Regions from separate parts of the Mus musculus genome. Here region 2 is linked to region 1. Evidence: chromatin contacts called from public HiChIP or PLAC-seq data. All regions are on one chromosome and are shown on one strand. Each heading gives the region's core, a stretch centred on a gene start, on an enhancer-like site or on the middle of the called end of the contact. The rest is flanking DNA. Distances are from core to core; before and after follow the strand shown. Region 1 has its middle 12 kb from the start of 1700040K01Rik. Region 2 overlaps Lamc1 (laminin, gamma 1).

What was found. HiChIP or PLAC-seq counts read pairs in DNA pulled down with a chosen protein or histone mark.
Region 2: a FOXA1 HiChIP or PLAC-seq map of pancreatic cancer cells shows a contact between it and region 1. The contact joins two enhancer-like sites. A contact is called at or near these places in 2 of 115 datasets of contacts at active chromatin or transcription factors (astrocytes and pancreatic cancer cells).

What each region holds. Positions count from the first base shown.
Region 1 is chr1:152,919,207-152,926,698 of GRCm38.p6, reverse strand. No RefSeq gene overlaps it. Among named protein-coding and RNA genes, the nearest start is that of 1700040K01Rik, 12 kb to the left of the region's middle. Within about 2 kb of position 4,713, at least 28 of the 459 cell types and tissues checked have an H3K27ac peak or open chromatin away from gene starts, as enhancers often do. A contact at or near this core is called in pancreatic cancer cells, where this site is marked.
Region 2 is chr1:153,263,492-153,270,983 of GRCm38.p6, reverse strand. All of the region lies in intron 1 of Lamc1 (laminin, gamma 1), which reads left to right. Among named protein-coding and RNA genes, the nearest start is that of Lamc1, 66 kb to the left of the region's middle. Within about 2 kb of position 3,928, at least 62 of the 459 cell types and tissues checked have an H3K27ac peak or open chromatin away from gene starts, as enhancers often do. A contact at or near this core is called in pancreatic cancer cells, where this site is marked.

The DNA of each region.
Region 1 (7,492 bases), core at 3,464-5,963:
AACTCACCTTGTAGACCAGGCTGGCCTCAAACTCAGAAATCCGCCTGCCTCTGCCGGGGATTCTGAGATTAAACTTGGGCCTTCAGGCTTGGCTATAAACACCTTAGAGAAGCCATCTTATAGGTCCTTTTATCATTTTATTCTCTCTTTCTTCTTCTTTTTTTAAATTTTGAGACAATATCTCATGTAGCCTAGAGCCTAGGTGGCTATTCAACTTGTGTATGGTGGTTTATACCTGCAATCTCCACGATCTGGAAGCTGAGGCAGGAGAAGTACTTAAAGTTTGAGGGCAGTTTAGGCTATACAGTGAATTCCAGACCAGCTTGGGCTAGAGTGAGGACTTGACTCAAAAAAGAAAAAGAGAAAAGAAAAACTAACAAACAACCCCCCCCCAAAAAAAAACTAGGCATGGTAATGCACACCTTAATCCCAATATTCTAGAAGCAGAAGCAAGCAGATCTCTGGGAGTTCAAGACTAGCCTGGTCTACATGGCAAGTTGCAGGCCAGCCAGGACTATATAGTGTGATCCTATCTTTAAAAAAGAAATCCAGGCCGGGTGTGGTGGCACACACCTGTAATCCCAGCACTTGGGGGGCAGAGGCAGGTGAATTTCTGAGTTTGAGGCCAGCCTGGTCTACAGAGTAAGTTCCAAGACAGCCAGGGCTATACAGAGAAACCCTGTCTCGAAACCCCCCCCCAAAAAAACCCCAAACAAACAAACAAAAAAAAGAAATCCAGGCCCCTCTATAAAAGAGAAGATACACTGTGATAATCCTAAATCATGCCTACAGATTCTCTTACACTAAGAAATGGGCCACGCCCAGCATCTTGAGCTTGCGGCTAAAGGTAGAAGAACCTTATGACTTCTGAAGTTGGAAGTCCAAAGGCCACGAGAGCTGTTTGCTGGACGAGTCTCTATTGAATCCCCGAGCCTCCATGTAAGAAGTCCAATCACAGCCGGGCGGGTGGTGGCGCACGCCTTTAATCCCAGCACTCGGGAGGCAGAGGCAGGCGGATTTCTGAGTTCGAGGCCAGCCTGGTCTACAAAGTGAGTTCCAGGACAGCCAGGGCTACACAGAGAAACCCTGTCTCAAAAAACCAAAAAAAAAAAAAAAAAAAAAAAAAAAAAAAAAAAAAAAAAAAAAAAAAGAAGTCCAATCACCCTGATGTCATTATGGTATGATGAGATCCAAGACACTTACAAACGTCACTTGGCAGCATTCCAATACAGCCCTTGTCACTCCAGCCTTGTCCTTTAAAAACTCCCCAGGAAGTTTAAGTTCAGGTTTTATCTCAGGACATCTTGGACACTGTGAAATGGAGACTAACTATGCCTGATATATCTATCGTTATTCCTATCACGTGGGACCTGTGAGCCCAGTAACATGGCTGCTGTGTCCTGCTGTTCTGCAGCAGTTCTTTACACAGAGACACACAGAACACAAGAAGGACATATCTAATAGTACTTCAGGAAAGAAACAACATAGTGGGGGAATTTATAATCCAAGATGATACTGAGAATTTTCTAAAGTTCTTGGAATTAGACGATCAAGAGAGCCACTGAGAATTGAACTCCAGTCTTGTGGAAGAGCTGCAGCAAGCACTCTAACTGCTAAGCCAGCTCTCCAGACTGTGTTTTTATTTTTAATGGAAAAAACACTAAAGTATGTATTGCCACAAGAAAAGTGAATTTAGAACGAAATGTTAGCATAGATAAACAAATGGTGAGCATAAAAAGTAATAAATTATGCTCGTAAATTGGATTCATTGCTTGTGTAGTGGTTTTATGCTCCCACAAATATACAATTAACTTCTAGATGGAAATAGTTATCTAATACATCAAGGAGCTAAAATATATCTTTTGGGGGTATGAGGATAGCTATATTTTTTTTTTTAACTGTGAGGAAAAGAAAGAATTAGGTATGCTTATCAGAAATGCAATGGTAGCTTTTAAGACTATAGACAAAATGTAGTCTTCAGGGCCAGTGAGATGCCTGGCTGAGTAAGGATGCTATACTCTGACCACCTGAGTTTGATCCTTGCGACCCACTTGGTGAAGGAGAAAACAGACCTCCACAGAAGTCCTCTGACTTCTACCACAATAACAAAAATTCAATTAAAAAAAAATCTACAAAGTCCAAATCAGCAGAGGTAAAGTCAAATGGAATTTTTTAATTATGAAACAAAACAAAAAGAAAAATTACCTGTAAAAAAAAATCAAAAGTACATGAGCGAGTCAGGCATGGTGGTGCACATATTTGATTCCAGCACTTGGGAGGAATCACTTGCAGAAGCAAATGAATCTCTACAAGTTTGAGGCTAACCTGGGCTACATCAAGAATTCCAGGCCAGGGCTGGTGTGATGGCTCAGCGGGCAAGAGCACTGACTGCTCTCCAGAAGGTCCGGAGTTCAAATCCCAGCAACCACATGGTGGCTCACAACCACCCGTAATGAGATCTGCTCCCTCTCTGGTGTGTCTAAAGACAGCTACAGTGTACTTACATATAATAATAAATAAATCTTAAAAATAAAAATTCCAGGCCAGCCAGGGCTGCGTAATAAATCCCTTTCTCAAACCAGACAAACAAACAAATAAACAAACAAAAAAGAATAAATAAACAAGCCAAAGTACAAACTGGAGACTAATAGAGGAGCAGCTCAGACTGATGATACTTCTGTGAATTTAACCTTGCACTTATAAACAGAAAATGTCAGGATACTAAATGAAATAATACCACAGTTACCTGCTGTTTGTAAAAAAGAGGTGGATTAAAGGAAGCTGAAAATAAAGAGGAAAGTTCCAGAAAGAACATGCAAGAGGAAGAGTTAGGAGTACAGCCCGTAGGTCCTTGTGCCCACAGATCTCTAGTGCTGCCTGTAAGTCCTTATGCCCACGGATCTCTAGTGCAGCCCATACTGTAGGTCCTTGTGCCCACAGATCTCTAGAGAAACCAGGATTGCTGAGCATGCAGGATTGTCTTTTCAATAGGAAAGATATAAAACCTGTACTGCCAGCCAGAAAGCTGGGAGTTAGAGGTGATTAATAACTGGCGATCTGTGTTATCTGTTGGGCCAGACCATACCAAGCCCCTACAACCAGGACCAAAGGTGGCTAGTAATCTGTTTCCCTGAGAACAGGGACCTCCCCAAGATCCCCCAACCAGCACCAAAGATACCTATTAGTCAAATGACCCTTCCATTATCTGTCTACTCAGACGGTCTCCCAAGTTCCCATAACCAGAACCAGAGATGGTGACAGCCCAAACGACCTCTACACTATGTGTATGACTGGGACCAGGCTGGACCCTGCCTTAGGCCCTTAAGCTCTTACACGTAACCTATCTCTAGAACTCATCTTGGAAAAAATGACCCGTAATTATGCTTCCTTGTGCCTTGGGGATTCTATTACACCAGGAAATTATATTGTGTTTACAAAGTTTTACAAAGTCAATCTAAACTGAGTCATGGTGTCTATTCACCACGGGTGCCTCACTTTCCTGACTGCCGTGACCACTTGTACTGTTCCCCCGACAAAAGCAAGTTAAATATTAATATCAGGCAAAAGAGTATTAAGCAAAAGTACTAATAACAATAAAGAAATCTCATAATGCAAAAAATTTAAAAACTTGTAAAAGTCCTATCCTGCTTACTATATGATCATGATATAAGAAATAACAGAACATGGGCTGGCGAGATGGCTCAGAGGGTAAGAGCACTGAGTGCTCTACCAAAGGTCCTGAGTTCGAATCCTAGCAACCACATGGTGACTCACAGCCACCCGTAATGAGATCTGACACCCTCTTCAGGCGCGTCTGAAGGACTACAGTGTACTTATTATAATAACAAATAAATCTTTGAAGAAAAAAAAAAGAAGTAACAGAACTACAAGAAAATAATTGCTCAACAGTAATATTGGAAAGGTTTAATGTATCTGTCTTAGGTTTTTATTGTGATGAATAGACACCATGATCAAGGCAACTCTCATAAAGGAAATTAAGTTTATAAGTTTCATTTCACTATCATCATGGCAGGAGCATGACAGCATGCAGGCAGACATGGTGCTGGAGGAGCCAAGAATTCTACATCTTGATCTGAAAACAGCTAGGGGGAGACTATCTTTCTGCAGGCAGCCAGGAGAAGGTCTAGATCACACTGACCAGACTTGAGCATATATAGGAGACCTCAAATTCCTGCCTCCACATTGCCACTTCCTCTAATAAGACTGCATGTCCTAATTGTGCCACTCTCCATGGGCCAAGCACATTCAAACCACTACAGTATCCTTACTAGAAACGCAGTTGTAATTAAACAAAAATTAAGTTGAGAGGTTGGAGGAAACTTTGCATCAATTTTCCTTGTGCACAGTAATATAATCAGAAGTATGGTTTCACTATGTTTGTTTTGTGTGGGTATATGTATGTCCATGGCACTGATCATGTATGGAGGTCAGAGGACAACTTGTAGTTGTGAGTTCTTTCTTGTCACAGCATAGTTCCCAGAGATCAAACTCAGGTCATCGGGCTTGACTGGGGCTGCCTTTCCTGTCTTACCAGTCCAGTTCATTTCCTCATGAGAGTTATTCTCCCTTCCTACCTTCTCCACTCACTTCCTATTTTAGTGTTGCTTCCCTATACATTCAGGACCACGTAGTGTGACACTATTCCCGGGAGACATGAGCAAATACCTACTCACCCAGACAGGAAACTGTCATCAATCCAAAGTAAAGATACTAACAGAATCCAATGTGGTGAGTCAATAAGTTTTATTGGGGTTACTTATGGGAGTAGAAATGACTCAAAGATATTTATATCAGTAAAGCTGAACCAGCATGGGTGACAGCTCACCAAAGCTGGAAATCTGGAGAGCACTACATAGCTGTGTCCTTTCCAGGTAGCTCAGTCTAAACCTCTTCTAGGCAACTTGGGTGATTTCTTCTTTTTCCTGGGTACCTTGGCTGCTCTGAGACTCTTCTAAGAAACTCAGCTTTTGTCTTTTTTAGCAGTCTTTACTGCTTATATATACTTGAGGAGGAAGGAGCCTAATGAATCTGATCAGTTTCAGGGACTTCCTAAAGACTTTTGGGTTGTTTTCTGGTCTGAGCTTAAGGGGAATGTTTCTTGCAGAATGGAATGTTTCATCTCCCCTTAGAAAAGCAGTTCTCAACCTGTGTTTTGCAACATTTTGGGGAGTCAAACGATTTCACAGGGTCACATAACAGATATCCTACATATCAGATATTAACGATTCATAACAGGAGCAAAATTAAAGTTATGAAGAAGTAACAAATTATCTTTAAGGTTGGGGATCTTATTAAAGGGTCACAGCATTAGCAAAGTTGAAAGCCCTTGTCTTAGAACATCCTGTTGTTTTGCCCTTTTTTTTTTTGTTTTTGTTTTTGGTTTTTGGAGACACGGTTTCTCTGTGTAGTCCTGGCTGTCCTAGAACTCACTTTGTAGACCAGGCTGGCCTTGAACTCAGAAATCCGCCTGCCTCTGCCTCCGAAGTGCTGGGATTAAAGGCGTGCGCCACCACTGCCGGGCCTTGCCCTTCTTTTAAATTCGTGCCTTAAAATATTATGTTGTTTCATCTCTTCTTTAACACCTGTGTCTTAACAAACTTTCTCTCAAGATAGAAAGCTGTAATATTCAAGGACACTGCTGTACAACAGACCCTTATCCTAGCCCTAAAGTAGGTGTCTCTCAGAGAAATGGGAGATACGGTGAACATTAAACTGAAAGCCAATTGGCCTGATTTTTGTGTGTATGCAGCACTCTTGCTTTCTTCCACTCACAGAGCTGAGCTATTTGTTGGTTTATTCTGTGTGTATGTATGTGCACATGCATGTGAAGACCAACGACTGACATTGGGTGCCTCCTCAGTCTCCCTCCATCTAAGTTTTCGAGTCGGGGTCTCTTGCTAAGCCTGGAGCTCACTGAGCTGGCTAGCAGCCCAAGGCATCCTCCCATCTCAGCTACCCCAGCTGAGTTTCAGGCTCACACTGCAGCAACAGGCTTTTATGTAGGTTCTGAACTAAAAGCCCATTTAATTTTTTTAAACTCCAATCCAGGGTAGAATTTACACCTTTTCCTAAGTCCCAACTTTACACCTCTGATGGATCAAACTCTCAGCTCACTTCTGCTTGACTCCAGACCCAGAAGATTATCAGAACCATCACTGTAGCCCACTAATCTCCGTATGTTTATTTTTTTAGACAGGGTCTCATATAGATCAACCTACCTTCAACTCACTATGTAGCCAAGGATGACCTTGAACTCCTGGTCCTGTGGTCTCTGCCTCCCCAAAAGCTGAAATTATACGTGTATGCTGGCCATTATATTGGGCAGCCTTTAATTTCTGAGCTTAGAAACGGAATATCACATTAATGAATATGGTGTGATTTCTTGACTTTTCTTTTTGCTCATTTGTTTGTTTTTTTTTTTTTTTTTTTTTTTTTTTGAGAACTATGTGCACCCCTGGCTGTCCTGAAACTCACTCCATAGACCAGGCTGGCCTTGAACTCACAAGAGATCTCCATGCCTCTGCCTCCCAACTGCTGGGATTAAAACATGCACCACCACTGCGTAGCAACTTGACTTACTTCAATATTGAAAATTTTAGAAATTGAGTGTATGGCTCAATCCTGTATTACCAGAAGCTGAGGCAGAAGGATTGCTGTAAGTTTAAGGCAAGGCTGGGCTACAAACTCAGAACTTGTCCAGGGTGGAAAGAAGAAAGGGAGAACAGGAAAAAGGGATAAACTGTGAAGAGGAAGTAGAAATTCCAAGTCTAAGCTCACAGCAATAGCATTTTACTGTTTTCCCTTGGCACTGTGGTTTTGGGAATGTCTGGCTTTACTTGGCATCAGGTTTCTTCTATTCTCAAATGCCAAAAACCTATCAAATTTTTTTGTAAATTTCCCCAGGACATCTGATTTGAGGTGGGGACTCTCTCAAAGGTTCGGTAATATTCCCATAGAATAAAAGTACAATCTTATGTCATTGTTGTCCCACCATATATGTCTTTCTGCATATGCATTCCCACACCCATCTCCTCCCTCACTTTCCTCAGAGGCTTCACTCCTGTCTATTAGTCTCTCCTCTCTCTCTTTGTTTGTGCTGGTCGTTTCCTTGTCTTTTAATTTGACCGAGCCCTTCTTATCGCCCATTCCTTATCTGAGCAAACTCTGTGAAAGCCATCCAACTAATCAATTACCACCTTACATGCTGACGACCAACAAACCATTGATTCCAAATCCGACTCCTCTTAAATGCCCCAGATTCATAAACTCTCTTAATCCAGACAAATGCAATTCCACTGTGATCAAGATAGATAGGTCAGTGGGTAAAAGTTCTTACTATATAAGCCTGACACCTGAGTTCCATCCCAGAATTGACATAAAGGCTAAAGGAAAGAACTGAGGCCACAAAGTAATCCTCTGACCTCCACACGACCCCCACTGAGACACACACACACACAAACACACACACACA
Region 2 (7,492 bases), core at 2,679-5,178, 350 kb before region 1:
TAGGACCGAGCTCATGAGATGGCGGTGCCTATATTCAGGATGGGTCTTCCAATTTAAGTTAACCAACTTAGGAAAATCCCTCATGGGCACACTCTTAGCCTGTGTAATATAGACAGTTCCTCATGAGGACTTCCTTCAAAGATGATTCCAAATTGTGTCTGATTGACGATTAAAACTAGCCGTCACAGCAGGGACGTAGTTCTCAACCATAATTGCATATAAAAGTCACTGGTTGGATGTAAAATTAAATTTTATTAGAACTAAGACTTAAGATTTATTTGCCGTTTTCAAAAGTTTTCTAGGTGATGCTGACTGCCAATGTGGTGCCTAACTTGGGGTCAGGATATGGAGAGTGCTATATGTGGAACGCCTAGCACAGGCTATGTAGAACGGGGGAGGGCTCTGGGACTCTGTTGGGTTTGAACTGTTTGGCTCATTATTGATAAGTACCTTCTGCTCTTGCAGAGAACCCAGATTTTTCCCAGCACCCGAATATTGGCTCACAACTGTCTTCTGACACTCGAGGGCTGCTGCATATACCTGGTGAACATATGTATAGATAAAATTAAATATTTTTTGAGTCACTCAGTGAATTGTCTGTTATTCCTTCTTTCTCTCTTGGGACTCCTTGGTAATGCTGTCCCCCTGGGCTTTACTCTAGGCTAAGGTGAGCATTCTGGACTCACTCGGGTCCATCTGTCCCATCAGGAAAACTTAGTGTTCACTTAAACTCCAGGTATATTGAGCCATTCCATCAGCACAAGACAGTTATCTTCTCGCCTTGTTAAAGACAGTTTCAGGACTAGGGAGATGACTCAGATGGTGAAGGTGCTTGCTGTTAGGCATACAGAGTGGAAAGCCTGAAAGACAGACAGACAGACAGACAGACACACACACACACACACACACACACACACACGTTAATCTTTTTAAAGGAAGTTCGTCCTTTGTTTATTTGTTTGTTTTTCCTATCCAGCTACTATTCTTTATAACAAAATTGCTTAGAAATTGTCTTTATTAGCTGGCTCCAACCCGAACCCCACCCTGCCCCGCTCCACCCAACCCAACCCAACATTCTTTGTTTCTAACTAACATTCCACCAAACCTCTTGTCGATATAGTAGAGACTTCCAGGTTGTGAAATCTAGTGGCCAGAGTGCAATCTCCATCTTTCTTGATCTTTCAGAAATAATTGACTCAGCTGGGTTCTCTTCTTGAAAAACAGAACAGTTGGTTATCCAGATGGTCAGCCCCGAGACCATTTACATACAAGTAACATTATAGAGACTGGGCAGGGTGTACTTATGAATTTGTATGTATTTAGGAACAAATACACACCCCTGATGTAATTACAATTAATGGAAAAAGAGGTCATACATTTGAAAGAGAGCAGGGAGGTCTTAGAGGGAGGAAATGATGTAATACCATCTCAAAAAATAAAAGTCTCTTTGTCTTTAGTATCTATTTCTCATGAGTCCCAGTGTCCGTCTGTCCTCACGTCTGAATCTAGTTGAAGGACATTTTTGTCTGACTCCATGTCTTTGAACACTGGTTCTTGAGGACTTCCAGATTTTGTTCTCTCCTGCCTATACCTCTTCCTCGACTTCAGTGTTGGTCTGTCTGTTCCTGTGGTAGTGGAGTTTGAACCCAGGGGAGTGTTCCACCATGGAGCTACACCGCAGCTCCAGACTCTGTGTGGTATCGTGTAGGGAACCAAAAAAAGGGGGGGGGGACCCTGGGGAAAAGTGGGGAGGAAAAGGGGCCTAACATCTGGCCAGAGTTTCTGTGCTCTGGGCAGGCAGACGCAGGCAGATGCTTCTCCATTTGGCTCCAGTTGAGCATGCCTGACCCACGAGGCATGGGGTGGAAAAGGGGCAGCCCCGACCAGGGACTCTGGAGCTACCTTGCTTATTACTGCTACCTTGGACCAATCTATTGTCATCTCTTGCCTAGGTTGTTGCAGCCCCTCCTCCAGCAGCTTTTTTTTTTTTTCCAGCCCAGCTAGAGAGTGCTTTGCCAGTTCAGTAGCCCAAGTGAGTCTTATAAAAGTAGCAGTCAAGGGGTGTTGGTGAGGTGGCTCAGTGGCCAGACACATTTGTGCACAAGCCTAGCAACTTAAATGTGGGCCCAGATCTCACAAGGTTGTCTCTGACCTCCACAGGTACATAGTATGCGTAAAGCTGCATGTGCGCATGCACACACACACACACACACACACACACACACACACACACACACACACACACTATAAATATATAGAATTGAACAGTAGCCGAGCATGTACATTTGCTTACAGAGTTCTCCAGTGGATTTTCACCTAGTAAGAACCAGGTCTTCTCAATGACCTACAAAGTCCTGTGTCCTCGGCCCCATCTCCTCGTGCTTTCCACCTTACTCATACTGACCTCCTGACCACTCCCTAACTAAAGCTTGCTGACAGGCTCAGGGTATTTGCATTTTCCCTGAGAAGGCTTCTCACCCACATGTTGCAGTGTTCCACTTACGGTCTGTGCTCAGATATCGCCATAGCCATGTTAGTGCCGTCACCTCTGAGAATGCAATGTTAGATAGCATTTCTCCCTCTCCCGCTCTCTATCATCTAACATAGATAATGTGTGTGCATGTGCGCAAGTGTGTGTGTGCTTATGATGAGTGCTCATGGTTGTGCAAGTGTGTACATGTGGAGGCTGGAATTCACCATCAGATACCATTCCCGAGGAGCCCCAGAGTCTGTTTTTTGAGACAAGGCCCCTCACTGGGATCAGGGACTCACTGATTGTGCTTGGCTGGCTAGCCAACAAGTCCAAGGGATCAGCCTGTCTCTGCCTTGACAGCATTGGGATTTTGTAGGCACATTCCTGTTTGGCCTTTACGTTGGGGCTAGAGATCAAACTCAAGTCCTTGAAGTTTCCCATGGCAAGCAGTGACAGAGCCTTTCCCCCAGTTGACAACATTAGTGCGTATTTATTCCAGCCCTAGCCCCGCTCTGACACCCACTAGACGGTGAACTCCACCTGCTTGGCACCATATGGATCTCCCTTTCTGCTGTGGCCTCATGCTTAGAATATTGACTAGCTGGTACATATTAACATTCAGTAAATATTTGCTGAGTGAATGGAAGAATTTGGATCTATACGACTCTTGGGACCAGTGAGGAGTGTTAACTCTGACCTAGTGGGTAGCTGTGGTAAGAAATGAACGCACAACCATGAAAACTGAGAAAGCCATCTTATACTGAGCCATACGTGGTTTTATAGGAATTTCTCATATAGATGAGAGATGCAAGCGAAGCGGAACATGGTTGTGGGGAGTTGAAAGGGAACGTGTTCATTGGGACCTACAGAAACAACCAGTTAAAGGTATTCTTACAAAATGGAAGGTTAGACTATTCTCAGAAGTTTGTCACCGTGAGCTTTGGGGTCATTCACTGACTAAATAGTTAATGAAGAAACAAAGCTGCACTCTTTAGCCTTCTGCAGCTCCGTGTATTGTGGGGATCAGGTGGGGTTGGTTATCGGAGTTGGTCTTGGTTTGTACTACACTGCTATCCTTAGATGCTGGAAAGGTTTTACCATCAGGCTGTCTGTTCACGAATCCTTTACTGATGCTCATCCTCTGTGCAGACAAGACAGCATAGAGCCATACAGACCTGCAGATTCTGGTGTCTTCTTTCTTTCTCTTTCCCATGTTTCAAGTCCCTCTACTGCAGCCAGCGTATGCATCACTGACATTTTGCTTACTTTATTCGCTCAGTAAATTTAATCATCTGCCTTCTTTGTCTGCCTCCCTCCTGTCAGTCGGTTCCCACAGCTAGAACTTGGCTTAGCAGAGTGAGTAGGTTTTTTTTTTCCCTGAGTGTGCAGATGAGTGGGAGGAAGGACCAGCCTCATTCCTTTAGCTCGGCTAAAGGATTTCAGGCATGTTGTGACCCACTAGCCTGAATCAGGGCTTGTATTAAGTCTTGTAAGCATGAGGCTTGGGTTAATCAGCCATGCTCCCAGCCAGTTCTTGGCTTGGCTTTTCACTTGGTAATCTAATCTCTTTTGCTGAAGCTATAACGTGAAGTGGCAGAGGAGGTACCCAGATTAAGATAAATATATCTGATGTTTAGTAATGGAAAATGGTAGTCTCTAATGGTAATTTGCACCTATTTTAAATGACCTTCCAAGCATGCTTGACATTTTAGTATTAGTTAAGAAGTCTCTCGGTCTGTGCAGTGGCTGTCTGATGAGACAGCCATGTTTAATAACCAGGCTGAGTCACAATAGTGTGGCTTTTCAGTTTACTAAAGAATATGCAGCCTTTGGAGACCTGTTCCTTGGCAGTAGGGACGGATAGTACCAGGTGGTTTTAGGGGGAATAGCAGGGAGAGGGCAGAATTGTGGCCTTCACCAAAACTTCAAGTTTGATACTTTATGGAAAAATCTAATTTTCTTAGAAATTGGGATGTTTTTATCTCCAAAACCATATCATTCACTTCAAAACATGTTCTTCTCCTTAGCTCCATGCTGACATATACCATGGTTCTTATAAGTAGCCTTTGATGTATAGACCAACTCTTACAAAAGAACTCTAAATACTTTGGCCCCCCATGTTCTGCCTTTGCATTTAGCAGGTCTGGGTTATAGCGTAGCACAAATGTGAAGGGATGTGTTCATCACACACACTTGGAACATAAGACTGTTGAAGGCCCGGGCCATGCTTTTGAGAGGAGACTTTCTCAGACTGAAAGCTCCATTGTATTTGTTATAATAAGTTTAGTTGAAAATTACCGTTTGCTAGAAAACTGTCAAGGTTATCCCATTTGTAAAATTGTAGTAATTTAAATGTACTTTCTGTGGGCCTGTGCCCTTTTTCTGATAGTATTTGGCTACTTGACAAAGGGCAAGACTATGAACAGTTGCTGAAATCTAAGGGGAAGAAATTGGTTGCCCCTCTCTTTCCTCTTCCTCTCCTTCCTCTCTTTCAACATTTTATTTGAAAGATGATGCTTACGGCAGTAGGAAGAACCCAGCTCTTCGCCCAGGCCCTCAAGGACGGAGCTTTCAGTCATAGGGATGACTCTTCTGGACTTGCTGGGGTCACCTCAGCACACCCTGGATGTGCTTAACTGTCCCAGTGCTTTCTCATGGGTTGGCCTGAAGATCCCAAACCCGGCCCTGACTTGGCTCTGGACTGTGTGGACTGGTGGCGTTGTATTTGTGTGCAGTCATCTCTGAGGTGCAGCAGTGGCAGCTGGTGCACAGCTGGACATGCTGTCCTGGGAACTCTCTGCTCACAACCCTGAGAACGTTTTCAAACAGTGGCCTTCTGCGTCTACTGTTTGTGTTAACTGTTTGGAGAGGCCTAGTTAGTAGCCTAAACATACACCGTCTCTAATTGACTGTTCTACAGCTTTCTTAGTGTTAACGTTCTTGATCTTGACTTGACAGAGAGAGAGAGAGAGAGTTCAGTTTCTGATTTCTAGAGAGTTAGCCTGTAAGTTCAATAGTGAGCCCCGTGGCACCTAATTTGGTTCTTTAGAAGGAACTTCTTTTGTTCTGATTCAGCCCTTGGAAGGCATTTTGGAATCCTGGAAAGTTCTGTATGGCCATTATCATTCATCAGTAAACTATACAGGCAGTTGTTTCACAAGGTCCTCATGGAATTTCTCTGAACTGCACATAACAGAGAGACGTTTATGTTCCCCGGCAGTCAGTGTTTGCATCCAACTCTGAGACAGGAAGAGCTTCTCCGTACTCGGGGAGATTAGAAATATTTTACCACGTAGGAGGCTGCAGCAGAATTCCTTGGCTTGGCCCTGCTGGGAGCATGGCTGCATCCCCATTGTTCGGGCAGCCCCCTCCCCTTCTCCATCTCTTCAGCCAGCATGGACTGTAGGATTCAGAGCAGAACATAGGAATTAATTTTGAGCGTTCCATTCTAAACATCTGCACTTGAGGGTTTTGTTTTAAGGGGAACATGTGGCAGGGGAGGGAGAAGGGCAGCAGAACTCTCAGATGCTAAGTATTTTCTGAAGGCTGGGTGTACGGATGGCTTGTCTTCTTATGCCTGAACAAGAGGTGATGCATCCAGAATTTAGGATTTCCTCAATCATTTGATCTGGCTCCTGCTCCTCAAAGCCATAGTGTCTTGTTTTGATTGATCGATCCCATGATGAAATGATAGCGTGGCAGACTCACTGGATTGGAAATCAGAACCTGGACTTACTTTCTATCCACCTATTATTGAATTAGTTTTCACTTTGCCAGAGTTGAATTATAAGACGGACCAATAAGAGTAGGAAATCTGGTAAGATAGAGGGAGGGCAGGCAGGGGGAAGGAGACGCAGAGGCAGACATGGGAGCCCTCAAGTCTCAATCATTTACAGGCATCATAGTCTCAGTAGCACAGATGATTGCATGCCCTGGCCCCTCCATTCCATTCCTTGTGTAGCTCTCTGGGTGTTCTGCTGCTATGGACACATGAGGGGTCTTTTATGCAAACTTATTTCAGAAGGTGTCTGCCATAGGTCAGGGTGCTAAAACGCACAGAGATGTCAGAAAGGTAGGAAAAGAAGAAACGCAAGGTAATGTGGAAGCCCAGTAGAATCCCAAGCCACCTACTCCCGTGCAGAATCAACTGTTTGCCTTGTTGGAATGTCTTAGATAGTAAGTTTCTGGAATACCATGCATACTATACAACAATCTCATCCTCATGGCTTGCCATATTTTGATTTAGCAGAGACAATGGTTCTTTCAACAGAGCTGTAGAAACTGTTGTGTGTGACCTGCTTGGAAAAGTGCTATGTGGGTACCTTAGGGAGGCCTGTATTTGTGGAGTGTTCTTCTGTGAGTGTAATTACGAAGTAGCCCCTGGGCCAGTTAGGTCCTTGTCTGAATAGGTTCAAACCCTTGGTTCAAGAGTTGTCTTCATAAACTCTGTTACAGTATTGCTTTACGCTTCCTAGAACTTTATAATGGGTCAAGGGTATGCAAGAGCAGATGGGCAGGATTGTCCTTATCTTTATAAAAGAGAAATTGCTACAGAGAAATCAGACAATAAAGGAGCTAGACCTGAGCACAGGCCTCATAGAGCATAGTCCTATGTTCTTCTTGCATGCGTGTGTGTGTGTGTGTGTGTGTGTGTGTGTGTGTGTGTGTGTGTGTGTATGTGTCAGGGGCAGTTATTAAATCTCTTCTCTGATCTGGACCAGTTGAGAAAATCAGCCTTACTGTAGATAAAGCTGTGTAGGAGGCTCTGGCCTTGCTGGATGGCAGAGGACTCCTTGAGCATCTCAGAGGGCAGGAGCTCCTGCTCTACACAGGAGGTCAGGGTAGGTTTTTTCTAAGAGGTGCTTTACGTAGGGGGAGTACATGCCACCTCCTTGAGAGCAGAGAGTTGGTCTGTTCACATCCTGTGTCTAGTGTATCGCACAGGACTGAGTGTGGAGTTGCGCTGAACAAATACTTGTTGACCCAGCCATGGTCTCTGGCTGTCTCTGGTATAGCAGA